2 separate regions of the Hordeum vulgare genome follow, and region 2 is linked to region 1. A link is a contact called in public Hi-C data. All regions are on one chromosome and are shown on one strand. Each heading gives the region's core, a stretch centred on a gene start, on an enhancer-like site or on the middle of the called end of the contact. The rest is flanking DNA. Distances are from core to core; before and after follow the strand shown. Region 1 holds the start of LOC123440079 (fasciclin-like arabinogalactan protein 11). Region 2 holds the start of LOC123441817.

Region 1 (5,947 bases), core at 2,473-4,972:
AATCATCAAAAAGTCTCGTGGCAATTATACTTTGTTTGGTACTATAAACTTGAAAAGCCAAAAACATGCAGAAAACAACAACTCACACCGGGCACTACGTTAATAGATTAGTGCTAAAATAATATTAATTGTTAAATTAACACCCAAAAAGTATCCTGAAATTATAACATTATAGCATGGAACAATTAAAATTTATAGATACGTTGGAGACGTTTCAATTTCCCCGAACAATTTGCACCCCGGAGCCACAATCTATTGTGGTGAAGCTTTGTGGTGGTATTGAGAGCCTCCAATTAAGTTGTGCAGATTGCACCAACCTTGTTTGTAAAGGTTTCGGTCGCCACCTTCAAAAGACACCACTAGTGGAATCACGACATGTTGCATTGTGCGAGGGCGTGAGGAGATTATGGTGGCCCTAGTGGCTTCTTGGGAGCATTGTGCCTCCACATCGCTTCAAATGGAGATTAGCATCCGCAAGGGTGTGAACTTCATGATACATCATCGTCTTCGCGTGTCTCAGTTATCTCTTACCCGAGTCCTTTACTCATGCACTTTACTTGGTGATAGCCATATCATTTCTTGTTATATATCTTACTATCACTTAGTTCTTTATCTTGCTTAACACAAGTTATTGGTGAACATAGGTGAGCCTAATTGTTTTATGTTTTGTGCTTGACTAATTAAACATTAGTTCTATTCCCCATTTGTTCAAGCCTAAATCATAATTATTTTAAAGTGCCTATTCATCCCCTCTTGACGATATCCATGTCCTTTCAAAGGGAGTTGGTGCAGCGCTCGATGACAGTTGATTTTTTAAAGATAAATAGGGAGGCTCTCCCTGGCTCGATATGAATATGAAACCAAAGTAGTTCAAACATCTTATTACAACAGTTCGAAGGGAAACTAACATAAGAGTATTAAAGGAAACTAAGTGCACTAAAGTTGTAGTAGAATGGAAGTAGGCAGGCTCACAGGCCGCCAAAACAAGAACACATGACACTTATCTGATGCAGTGATCCGCAACATTCACGCTAATCTAACTCAATCTCAGATATTTTCATGCACTTCATCGGAGGAGCAGTTGTCGCCTTGATCGCTTCCTTGACATTGAGAACATGGTCTTCCGCACGCTCCATGTCTGCAATGACCGCTTGCATCATCGTCTCATCCATGTAATCCTCCTCGTCGAACGAGCCGTCTCATGATTTAACATAGTGTTTGTATATGTACTTCATATATCGCTAAATTTTTTTAATATTGCATTTTTTTATTCTTTTTCAAAAATAATGCACCGATTCGAAATTTTTCAAAAATAAGCCTGCCTCGGCCACTTCGAAGCCGATTGGAGGCTGTCGGCTCTAGTGCTAGTCGGCCTAGGCCCGGCCGATTAGTGGCTCTCGGCCACGTGGCGGCCGACTAGTGGCCAGGCCACGTCGATTGCCCTGTCGGCTCTGCCTGTCGGCCCTGGCGAAGCCGATAAGGCTATCGGCCTAGGCGTGGCCGACTAGTGGTCACTAGCCAGCCCGAGGCAGCCCCTTCCCCCTCTCCTTCTTCCTCCTTCCTCTTTCTTCCTTCTCCCTTCTCCCATTCTACCTTATCTCCTTTCTCTCTTTCTCCTCCTTCCTTCCCCCCCCCACACAAAAAATCTTCCATTTCCACGTTTTGAACCGTACTTTTATTGTCTAAGGAGGAGGGCATCCAAACTATCCGTCTCACTCGCGATGGAATTTTTTATTTTCAACGTTAGCTATTTTCCCGACTCCATTTCCCGCCCATATTCCCCCAATCGGCCACGCCATTTCGTTCCCTCCTCCGTTGCCGCCAATATTTCCACGTCTCCATTCCCGCCAAATTTTTCGCACCACCTTTCCTGCCAAATTGTGCCCGTTTATTTTCCCACCAACTTTTTACCCTCTTATTTCCCGCCAAATCTTTCCCGCCTCATTTCCCTCCTCGTTTTCCCGCCATCTTCCTGGTCATCTAAGTCTATAAAAGGAGGCATTGGACTGCCTTCCTCCATCATCAAGCCTCAAAGGGACTTGTGAATCTTACAAACAAAGTAAGCCTGGATCATCTTACAAACAAAGTAAGATTCCCGAAATACATGAAATAAGATTCACAAGTCCCTTTGAGGCTGGATGATGGAGGAAGGCAGTCCAATGCCTCCTTTTATAGACTTAGATGACCAGGAAGATGGCGGGAAAACGAGGAGGGAAATGAGGCGGGAAAGATTTGGTGGGAAATAAGAGGGTAAAAAGGTGGCGGGAAAGGTGGCGGGAAAAGAAACGGGCAAAATTTAGCGGGAAAGGGTGGTGCGAAAAATTTGGCGGGAATGGAGACGTGGAAATATTGGCGGCAACGGAGGAGAGAACGAGATGGCGTGGCCGATTGGGGGAATATGGGCGGGAAATGGAGTCGGGAAAATAGCTAACGTTGAAAATAAAAAATTCCATCGCGAGTGAGACGGATAGTTTGGATGCCCTCCTCCTTACACAATAAAAGTACTGTTCAAAACGTGGAAATGGAAAAAAAATTGTGCGGGGGGAGAACGAAGGAGAAGAAAGAGAGAAAGGAGATAAGGTAGAATGGGAGAAGGGAGAAGGAAGAAAGAGGAAGGAGGAACAAGGAGAGGGGGGAAGGGGCTGGCTCGGGCTGGCTCGTGGCCACTAGTTGGCCACGCCTAGGCCGATAGCCTTATCGACTTCCCCCAGGCCGACACGCAGTGGCCTGGCCACTAGTCGGCTCCCACGTGGCCGAGAGCCACTAATCGGCCTAGGCCCGGCCGACTGCTTCCTATCGGGCGCACCAAAGCCGGCAGCGTCCAATTGGCTTCGCAGTGGCCGAGGCAGGCTTATTTTTCAAATTTTTTGAATCGGTGCATTATTTTTCAAAAAGTATAAAAAAATGCAATATTAAAAAAAATTAGCTCATATATCCACATTCACTAATTCAAAGAAGAAGAGAATAAAAATAACACGACATTTCACCAAATACTTGTGGAGCATAATGAATATTGTACAAGAAAATATTACCTTTGCGGCGGATCGATGAGAGGTGTGAAACGGTGACGGAAGACAAGCGAGGTGAATCCCGGTTGTAGCGTTGGAAGAGACGAATAGTTTTTAACAAGATGAGAGGTGTTAAAAAGATCGATAGTTTTTAACAACGGATTAACAAATTTTTAGTAGTTTTTCGTTAATAATTGTAAAGTGATAGCCACCGGACACATTTGCGTCAAATGTGGTAGTTTTTGACAATTTACTCCGTTGGAAGAGACGACTTCGTCAAGTTTTGGCATCGGTGTGGCGGGGTTGCCACAGACTTTTTATCACCCACGGAGTGTTAATTCTTTCCTCACCTGCTACAGACTTTTCATTACCCACGGCCTTCTAATCGAAATTGATGGCACATGCGCGCGCACAACTAGTTCTGCACGGCCGTTGGCTGCGCAAGATTCTCGTGTGCTCCGCGTACTACCATTAAATCATCGCAATCGAACGGTGACAGTTCTCGAGAACTGACTGCACCGCGGCTCACTTCATTGCGTCGCCCAGCATCGTGTCGTAGCGCACATTCCCGCCATTCCACGCGCAGAGAATAACATAACCCTCATCGGCAACCACCGATGGGTACGCACCGTCAGACCAGCTCATCTCCAGCCGGTCACCCCTAACCCCACCCCACGTCGGCCTCCCTATATCAGCCAACACCAGCACCCTGTACCGACAACACGCACTACACACACCACCGCTCTCTCCTCAGCTGCAACCTCCGTTGTTCAGACTTGAGAGCAATGCCAGCCAGAGCCACACAAGCAATGGCAGCGAGGAGCGGCATTGTCGTCGTCGCGGCGGCGCTCTTGGCCCTGGTGGCCGTGTCGCAGGCGCAGGCCCCGGGCCCCTCGGCGACGCCGGCCGGCCCGCCGAACGTGACGGCCATCCTGGTGAAGGGCGGGCAGTACACGACCTTCATCCGGCTGATGAAGGAGACGCAGCAGGACACGCAGCTCAACAGCCAGCTCAACAACTCCTTCAACGGCAACGGCTACACCGTGTTCGCGCCCACCGACAACGCCTTCAACAACCTCAAGCCCGGCACGCTCAACAGCCTCAGCCAGCAGGAGCAGGTGTCGCTGGTCCAGGGACACATCCTGCCCCAGTACTACTCCATGGAGTCCTTCCAGACGGCCAGCAACCCCGTCCGCACCCAGGCCTCCGGCAAGAAGGACCCAATCACGCTCAACATCATCGCCACCGGCAACAACCAGGTCAACGTCTCCACCGGCGTCGTCGAGGTCGCCGTCAACAACGCGCTCAGCGCAGTCAAGCCGCTCGCCGTCTACTCGGTCGACAAGGTGCTCCTGCCCGCAGAGATGTTCGGGGCCAAGGCTCCGGCGCCCGCGCCCACCGCCTCCAAGGGGGACAAGACCAAGAAGGGTGAGGCCGCCTCCGGGCCGGCCGGGTCAGCCGACGACGCCGCTCCCACGGGCGCCGCCGGCGCCAGGGCCGTCGGTTGGGGCGTGGCCGGCATGGCTGCTCTTCTTGGCTACCTCTTGTGAGCTGGGTAGCTTGGGATGATCGCACGACGACCAGGACGCCATGGCCATCAATCAATGTGCATACACTTGACGGGTTTTCTTGCCTTCCACGTGCCGGTGGTGTTTCTTTCCTTCCTTCCACCCTGTTCAAATTCCTTTCTTCCATTCTTGTTCTTGCCTTCTTGGCGGTTTGTTGAGATCGGGTTATGTGATTGAATTTATGTGTTTGAGGCCAGAATGTTCGTAACGACGCAGTACATTTTGGGTTCCTGCTAGTGCGATTGAAAGACATGGTCCATTTGCGATTTGGGTGTGTGCCCGCGAAAAGACTGTCGTCTGTCGGTGCTTTGCTCACGTTATTAGTTGAGCTGCTAATGATCAGAGCTGGTACTAAACCAGGATAAGATAATGGCTGCCTCTTTGATTTGGACGTGTTCTCTGGTCAAAATGGGATGGTAGTACACGTCTAGTGTTCGGTTTTGGATTTATCAAACGATGGGTAATCATGGAGTTGGTGCAAGTGTGGAACAGAGTGGCGAAGCAGGGACGGGCCAATGCACGAGCGCGTGGTGATGAGTGAGTCCATTCTATTGCATAGTGGTACTGTATTGTACGAGTATACGCCGTATCTGCGGGCATGGAGCAGCAGCAATGCAACACATTCTATTTTGCTTCGGGTGAAAATGTTTAGTCTGGAAACCTTCATCTTACTTCACAGCCGACTAGGTTCTTCAGATCAACATCAGAGATGTGATAGGATGGCCCGTCGCTTACATCGCGTTACCATCGGAGACGGAGGTTGCTCAGATCCAGACGAGAACTATTAGCTTGTAGCCCAGTAACTCTGTTGGCAAAGAGCGTAACATTGCTGGTAGCTTCGTTACCATAGTAGTACTCATGATCACTGAAAAAAAAAGCGCGTTATAGCATTGCTTATAGCACGCTATAGCATGTAAAGAATTATCTCATTAAATTTATCAACGTACAATTTTTCACTAATAGCATGTTATAGTATACGTTATAGCATACTAATAACATATTTTTATAGATCGCGCTATTTTATATAGCATGCTATCTTTTTTTCCTTGTTTATGATATAAGGACTCAGCGGAGAACGGACGTTTGGAGGCCGAGCTCTTTGGATCTTGAAATTTTTGAAAAATTAAAATTTCAAACTTTTTAGTTTAAAAAATCTAAAGAAAATATGCAAGTAAAGAAGGATGTTATGTGTATGTGTCTAAATTTTTAGAATGATATACTTTGAAATATGATCTGCGCAAAAAAGACAAATTCATGACCTGTACAATGAATAGTATCATGTGTTAAAATACCTCATATTTGTTTTTTTGTATAGGCCTCATTTTGACGTATTTTTCTGAAAATTTACACACATGTATGTTACGCCCTCAC
Region 2 (6,024 bases), core at 2,988-5,487, 810 kb before region 1:
AGTTGCCGACTTATCATCGATTCTTGAACAAATAACTTTTGAGTGGGCATTAATTTCACATACTCACGTCACGAGTCACCTTTTTTAGATGGTGGAGATTTTATTCATCCCCAGCCTCTGTTACATGCATATGACAGTCCAAAATGAAAAAAAAATACACAGACAAAGAACATTAACACTCAAGGCACAGGAAAAGCACAGACGAAAAGTTAACTGCTAATTTCTCAGTCAACATTTCAGAAGTAAATGGGAAAAAAAGGAACTTACACAGAATTTGCGTCAATCCATTAAGGATGTCACCATTTCCCTCCTGTGCCATAGTTGCAAGATCAAGCTTGTGTATTACAGTCTGACCCACAAAACCATGAAGAAGGCAACGAACTAGATGTTGTTGGCCTGATCCGGGTGCTCCAGCAACTAAAGCTCGAAAACCTGTTAACTTATATGCTAACCCTCCTTTGTTCAGAGAACAGGTGGAACTCAACCTGCGGTCATCGAACTTCTCATGTTGTTTGTTTTGACTTAACAACATTGAACCATGATTTCCTAGTTGAGATGCTGTAAGACCATAGCTTGACAAGATTGATACAATTTTATCTCCAATATCTTTCTGCTGTATCAAAACGGGAAGATAGGAACACCAGAAAGTGTGAGGTACGTTGTTCTTTTCCATAGACGAAAACACCACTTCCTTTATAGAGGAAGATGCCGTCAGAAGAGACAAAGGTAACCAGATTCGTTCATCCAAACAGAGGGAAATAAGGAGGTGAAGCAATGGTTTAAGAAGGCATGGTAAAAGATAGGAATCAATAGGAGCGGAAACTAGATCATTTGCAGCAATCCCTGCTTCCCTTTGTGAACAGGGTGGGGGAGCTGCTGCAAGAGCAGACAACCAATCCCTTTCCTCCACGTCGATTGATGGTAGAGGAAGTCGTCCATGTTCAGTTCCTTTCTCAGCGAAGCGTAAGATATCTTGCAATGGGCAAGTCCTTTTCAGAGCATTTAATGCAGCTTGGGTACAAATTGCCTGCAAATCAGCACCAGCATATCCAATAGTTTGGCTTGCAACAGCTGAAAGGAATGTGCCTGAAATAGGACTAGGCCAGTTTTTTGTGTGTAACGAAAGAATGGCAGATCTAGCCTCTAGGGTGGGGAGCGGGAAGTATATCTCACGATCAAACCTTCCTGGTCTCCTAAGAGCAGGGTCTATAGCATCAGGACGATTTGTAGCCCCTATTACTATAACCGAGCCACGTGATTTCAAACCATCAAGTAACGAGAGCAAAGTCGCCACAACTGAATTGTGCGTCTGGTCTTGTTGTCTGGATCTACAAGGGGCTAAACCATCCATCTCATCAAAAAATATGATAGAAGGTTGGCATTTTTCAGCTACCTGGAATAGAAGTCTTAACTGCCTCTCAGCATCCCCAACATACTTGCCCAAACAATCAGCGCCTTTTCGAGCAAAATAAGCAATCCTTCTGTTACCCTGAGAGCATGCCCCTATTAGTGCCCGTACAACAAGTGTTTTACCAGTACCAGGATGACCATGCAGCAGAACACCTCTTGGTGGTGTAAGACCTAAAGAGCTAAAGAATTCAGGATATAGAAGGGGCAGTATCACCACTTCTTTCATGCTCTGAATAACATCACTCAGCCCAGCAACAGATTCCCAACCACGGTACGCCTCGTCATTTTCAGAAGAACCTCCTATGTAAACAGGTGCAATCCTCAAAAGATCTCTGTTTAGCCTCTTCCCCTCACGTTTCAAGAACTCTTCATCTTCCCCACAGTTCTCTAACCATTTCTCTTCAGCCTCTATATCCTTTCTCCATGCATCATGTGACAACTTTCTGATATTGGCCTTCATCTTTTTTATCTTCATCTTCCTGAGTAGTTCAGCATATTTATCTCCTTGGGGTTGGAAGAGATGTCGATGATCATTGCAAGTTATAAGAAACTTCCGGTGATCAAATATGCAGGCTTCTGTTCGACTACAAGGCTACAGAATAGAGATGGGGAGAAAAATAATACATATTAAAGAGAAATAATTAATGATGAAGTGCAGCCTAAGCATATAAAGTAATTACCAAATGGTAGGTTTTTGGACATCGATCAACACGGCACCCAATAGTTGCTCCAGGTCTACCACATCGACTGCACTTCAAAAGCCTTCCACGGCAAAGTGCTGCCCTTACATTTTTTAGGCACCCTAAACCAGCAAAGTAAACCTGAAATTTAACACCAAAAAATGATTTTCTTATCACAAATACATTACAAAAAATCTCAGCATCACCAAAATCGCATTCAGTTGTTTTTATTAGCAATACATTCTATTGGAATTCAGTAAGCAATCCACAGCAACCAATGTTGATCCATAACCAGTTAACCACGTAGTGGAAGATACTATTTTCAGGAAATACAATCATGGTGATAAAGAGGGGGTTACTGAGGAAGTGAGCCTAACTAACTTGGGTGAGGCCATGAGAAGGTGGATGTACAAACCCACAATAAGTCCTCGCGGCGCAGATCTGAGCTCCTATTTACATTGGGGGCTTTCCCTACACTGTGGGAGGGGGGGGGGGGGCTATAGACAAGGGCATTGTTGCATGCCTTCTTTTTTTAAAATAGAGCAAAAGAACAGCAATAATAAGCAACAGAAGAAAGTAGTAACTCAACATACACATTCAAATAGCACATAAGAATTTTGAAATGCATTGCAGGAACTGACCTCGGGACTCCAAACTGCACAATTCTGATGAACCCAGACACGGGCAATCCCAAATCTATCATGTATTGGACCCAGTAACCTTCCAAGCCATCCAGGATCGTCACTGAACCCATCCCATATATCATAGTTGGGCTCCTCTGAAGGCATAGCACCCTCATAGGCTTCATTCTCGCTGTCAGCAGTATCATGCAGTGCAATCTTGGGTGGCCTCCCATCAGTCCCTCCTCCACATAGCCCACACCTCCTTCCTTCTTTAACATCTACAACTCCTCGTTTTTCATCTGACACTAGAGATTTCCCGACTCTCTCGTTCAGAGCGTCCTCAGACAACACTATATTTGGGGCATCATCCATCTGTCCATCCTGCTGGACCTCTTCCACTTGCTCATCAGGACCATGACCATCAAGTTCCATTTGCTGCTCATCAGGAAGGTTGCTCGCTTCTGCAATCTGCCCATGGTGCACATCGAGCTGTTCATTCTCCCCTAAATCGCCGAACTCAACCTCATCAGCATTCTCATCACCATTTTCTCCTTCTAGTACAGGTGAATCCAACTCTTTGGTTTTCTCTTCCTCTTGCAAACTATCCTCGTCCCCCACTTCCTCCATGTTGCCTTCGTCTAGATCAGTTCCTGCACCGGTTGCTTCTTCCTCCTCCTCATACTCATCATCTTCCTCCCCTACTCCTTTTTCCTCGTCTTCTTCTTCGACTACAGTGACACCCTCAGCAGCATCGTGAGTTTCTACACTAACATCGATGGTTAAATTGATCTCCCCCTCTGTGACTTCCATCCCACGCGATGACAAACCTCCGCTCTCCTCGCCCCCCTCTTCCTTGGCCCCCTCCTCTTCATCTTCGTCTTCGTCTTCAACCCACAGGGTCCTCACTCGCCGCCCCGCGCCGGCCTTCCCCTTAGCCCTATCTCGCAGCCGCGAGCGCCAAGCCGCATTTCCCCCGCCGTCCTCCTCATCCTCCTCGCCGTCCACTACTCGGGCAACAGCCTGGCCCCGTGCCCTTCCCTTGCCCCCCCTCCGCGGGCTCCCACTGGACCCGGCCACGCCCCCGCCGCGGCGGGGCCTCATGCGGCGGGGCGAGGGAGCCGGCGAGGTGTCGAGCGTGACGGGCGCGCGGCGTGCCCGCGTGCTCCGGCGGACGGACTCCGGGTCGGAATCCTCGCCGCCGCCGCCGCCCGGGGGAGGCGTCGGCGCGACGTCGCAAATGGCGTCGAGGCGTTTCTGCTTCTTCCGACAGCGGGGTGAGGCGGCAACGCCGCGCCGCCGCTTCGGCATCGAGGGGGGGGGGGGCGATCCCAGTCCGCGTGCTAAGCGAGGGTTTTGGGGGTCTCGCTCGCTCAGCCTCCAGAGTCCAGACGGCTGTGGGTGTGGGTGCGGCGGCGCGTCCAGTCGAGGGGGAGGGTTACGGGGAGGGCAACTGATGTCAGTCTCAGGCACCGATTTACAGTTACTGATAGGTGGGCCCCATGTTTTCCTCGGCTGATCGGCCATTGCGGCTAAGAGCATCCCCACTCGATCGCCCCCCACCGGTTTGAAATAAGGCAGTGTTGTGCGCCGGCGCGACGGGCGAAAGCGCCGCACGATCCATCACCCCACGCGTCCGCATCGTTGGATCTTTATGCAATATTTTTTTTTTGATGCAGCAAAATTTTGATGCGATGCAATAATTTTTTTAACGGTTGCAACAAAAATAAAATTTGTAGCAAAAAAATCTACATGATCATAGCAAAAAAACAAAGTTGATGGTGCGTGGTAGCAAAAATCAAACGCCGGTTGTAATAAATATTTACGTGACGTGTATGCAACTTTTTTAATGAACGGTTGCAACAAAAACTGATGCCGGTTATAACAAAAATTAACACGGTTGTAGCAAAAGTAAAAAAACATCGATTGTAACGAAAAATTCGACGAACTGAAGTTGCAACCAAACGTATATGTAGTTTTTTTACTGGACAAGTGTAGCAAAAAAATAACACTTGCAGCAAATATGACGCTGGTTGCAACAATTTAAACGAAAAAATGTTGCATGCCAAGTCAGCGGGCGCGCATGGTCGCGTGCGGCCGGCCGAACGGTTCGACCGGCGCACCGGCCAGAAACGTTTCCCTTTGAAATAGCGACATGTGAGGGGCACGCCGACGAAAAAATCGGTGTGGGTGTCGGATTTCCAATCGGACCCTCAAAGTCGCCTCAATCGCTTTTTTTAAATCAAATTCGGCTAAAAAATGGACCAAGCACGACACAAATTCGGTCAGATTCAGCGTATTCATTGATATTTGCACAAACTAAACTAAAACATATTTAAAACGGAAATTAAAAACTACTACTACCTCGTTGTCGTCTTGAACCTTCTACAGCCGAGAAGCTTGTACAAGTTGGTGTAGTCGTCGTCGTTGTCCTGCACTCCGCCGCCGTCCTTACTGCACCCGTGCCCTGGGTTGCCGTGGCAGACGGGTTTGGACGGCACAGATGCCTCCTCATCGCTGTCGTCGAGGATGATGTTGCCCTCCTCGCGGCCACGGCGTCGAGCGGCGATCTCCTCAAAGGCCGTCGATGGCGCTCCATCTCCTCCTGGACGTAGTCGTCCCGCGCCCATTTGAGCGCAATCTCGTCGAAGGCGGCCATGTCGAGGTGCCCCTACTTGACGGGGAGGAACCTCGGCTCGGTCTTCGGCTTGACGAGGCGGGAGGAGGAAGCCGGAGGAGAAGGGACGCCGCCCTCATTGATGGTGAGGGCGCGTTGCGCGTGCGCCGTCCTAGCGGTGTTTCCAACGGCTCCGGCTTGATGGGAAGGAGCGCCAGCGACCCGGAAGAGTAGGAGTGGGAGACATTGACCCGTTTGATCGACGTGTGTCCCATTGACCCACTTAAGATGCTGGACTGCGCCATCCCCTGTGGGGCATGCTGCGCCGCACATGCCGTCATAGCAATATTTTCTGTAACATGATACTTTTGAGTGTTTGTAGCATGATCTTTGTTGCATAAATTTTCCGTAGCATGATCTCTCTTGCAAAAAAAATCTACACATATTTTTGTAATGGAATCTTTGCTAGAAAAAAAAAATTAACATGATATGTGCTGATAAAAATAAGCAACACAACCTTTGTTGCAAAAATTTATGTAACAAAACTTTTGTTAAAAGAGTTTCTGGAGCAAGACTTTTGTTGCGAAAGTAAAGGACCATGCATGTCCGCAAGATTATACGGGATCTGACGGCTCGTGATCCGTCGGCCCAAGGATAACACTCCTTTTTTTAATATAAGTCTTTTTAAAGATTTCAC

Evidence for each region. Hi-C and Micro-C count contacts between places; a contact is called where the count stands out from the background.
Region 2: a contact with region 1 is called in a Hi-C map of leaf, with 5 times the contacts expected there. The contact joins the promoter of LOC123441817 here to the promoter of LOC123440079 in region 1. A contact is called at or near these places in 3 of 6 Hi-C or Micro-C datasets (leaf and seedling).

Annotation. Positions count from the first base shown.
Region 1 is chr3H:421,182,655-421,188,601 of MorexV3_pseudomolecules_assembly, reverse strand. It overlaps LOC123440079 (fasciclin-like arabinogalactan protein 11), which reads left to right and starts at 3,722. Exons shown (of 1, transcript XM_045116664.1): 1 at 3,722-4,812. The coding sequence starts at 3,794. The coding sequence ends at 4,558.
Region 2 is chr3H:421,996,789-422,002,812 of MorexV3_pseudomolecules_assembly, reverse strand. It overlaps LOC123441817, which reads right to left and starts at 4,237. Exons shown (of 6, transcript XM_045118036.1): 1 at 2,732-4,237; 2 at 2,091-2,231; 3 at 268-2,002. The coding sequence starts at 4,237.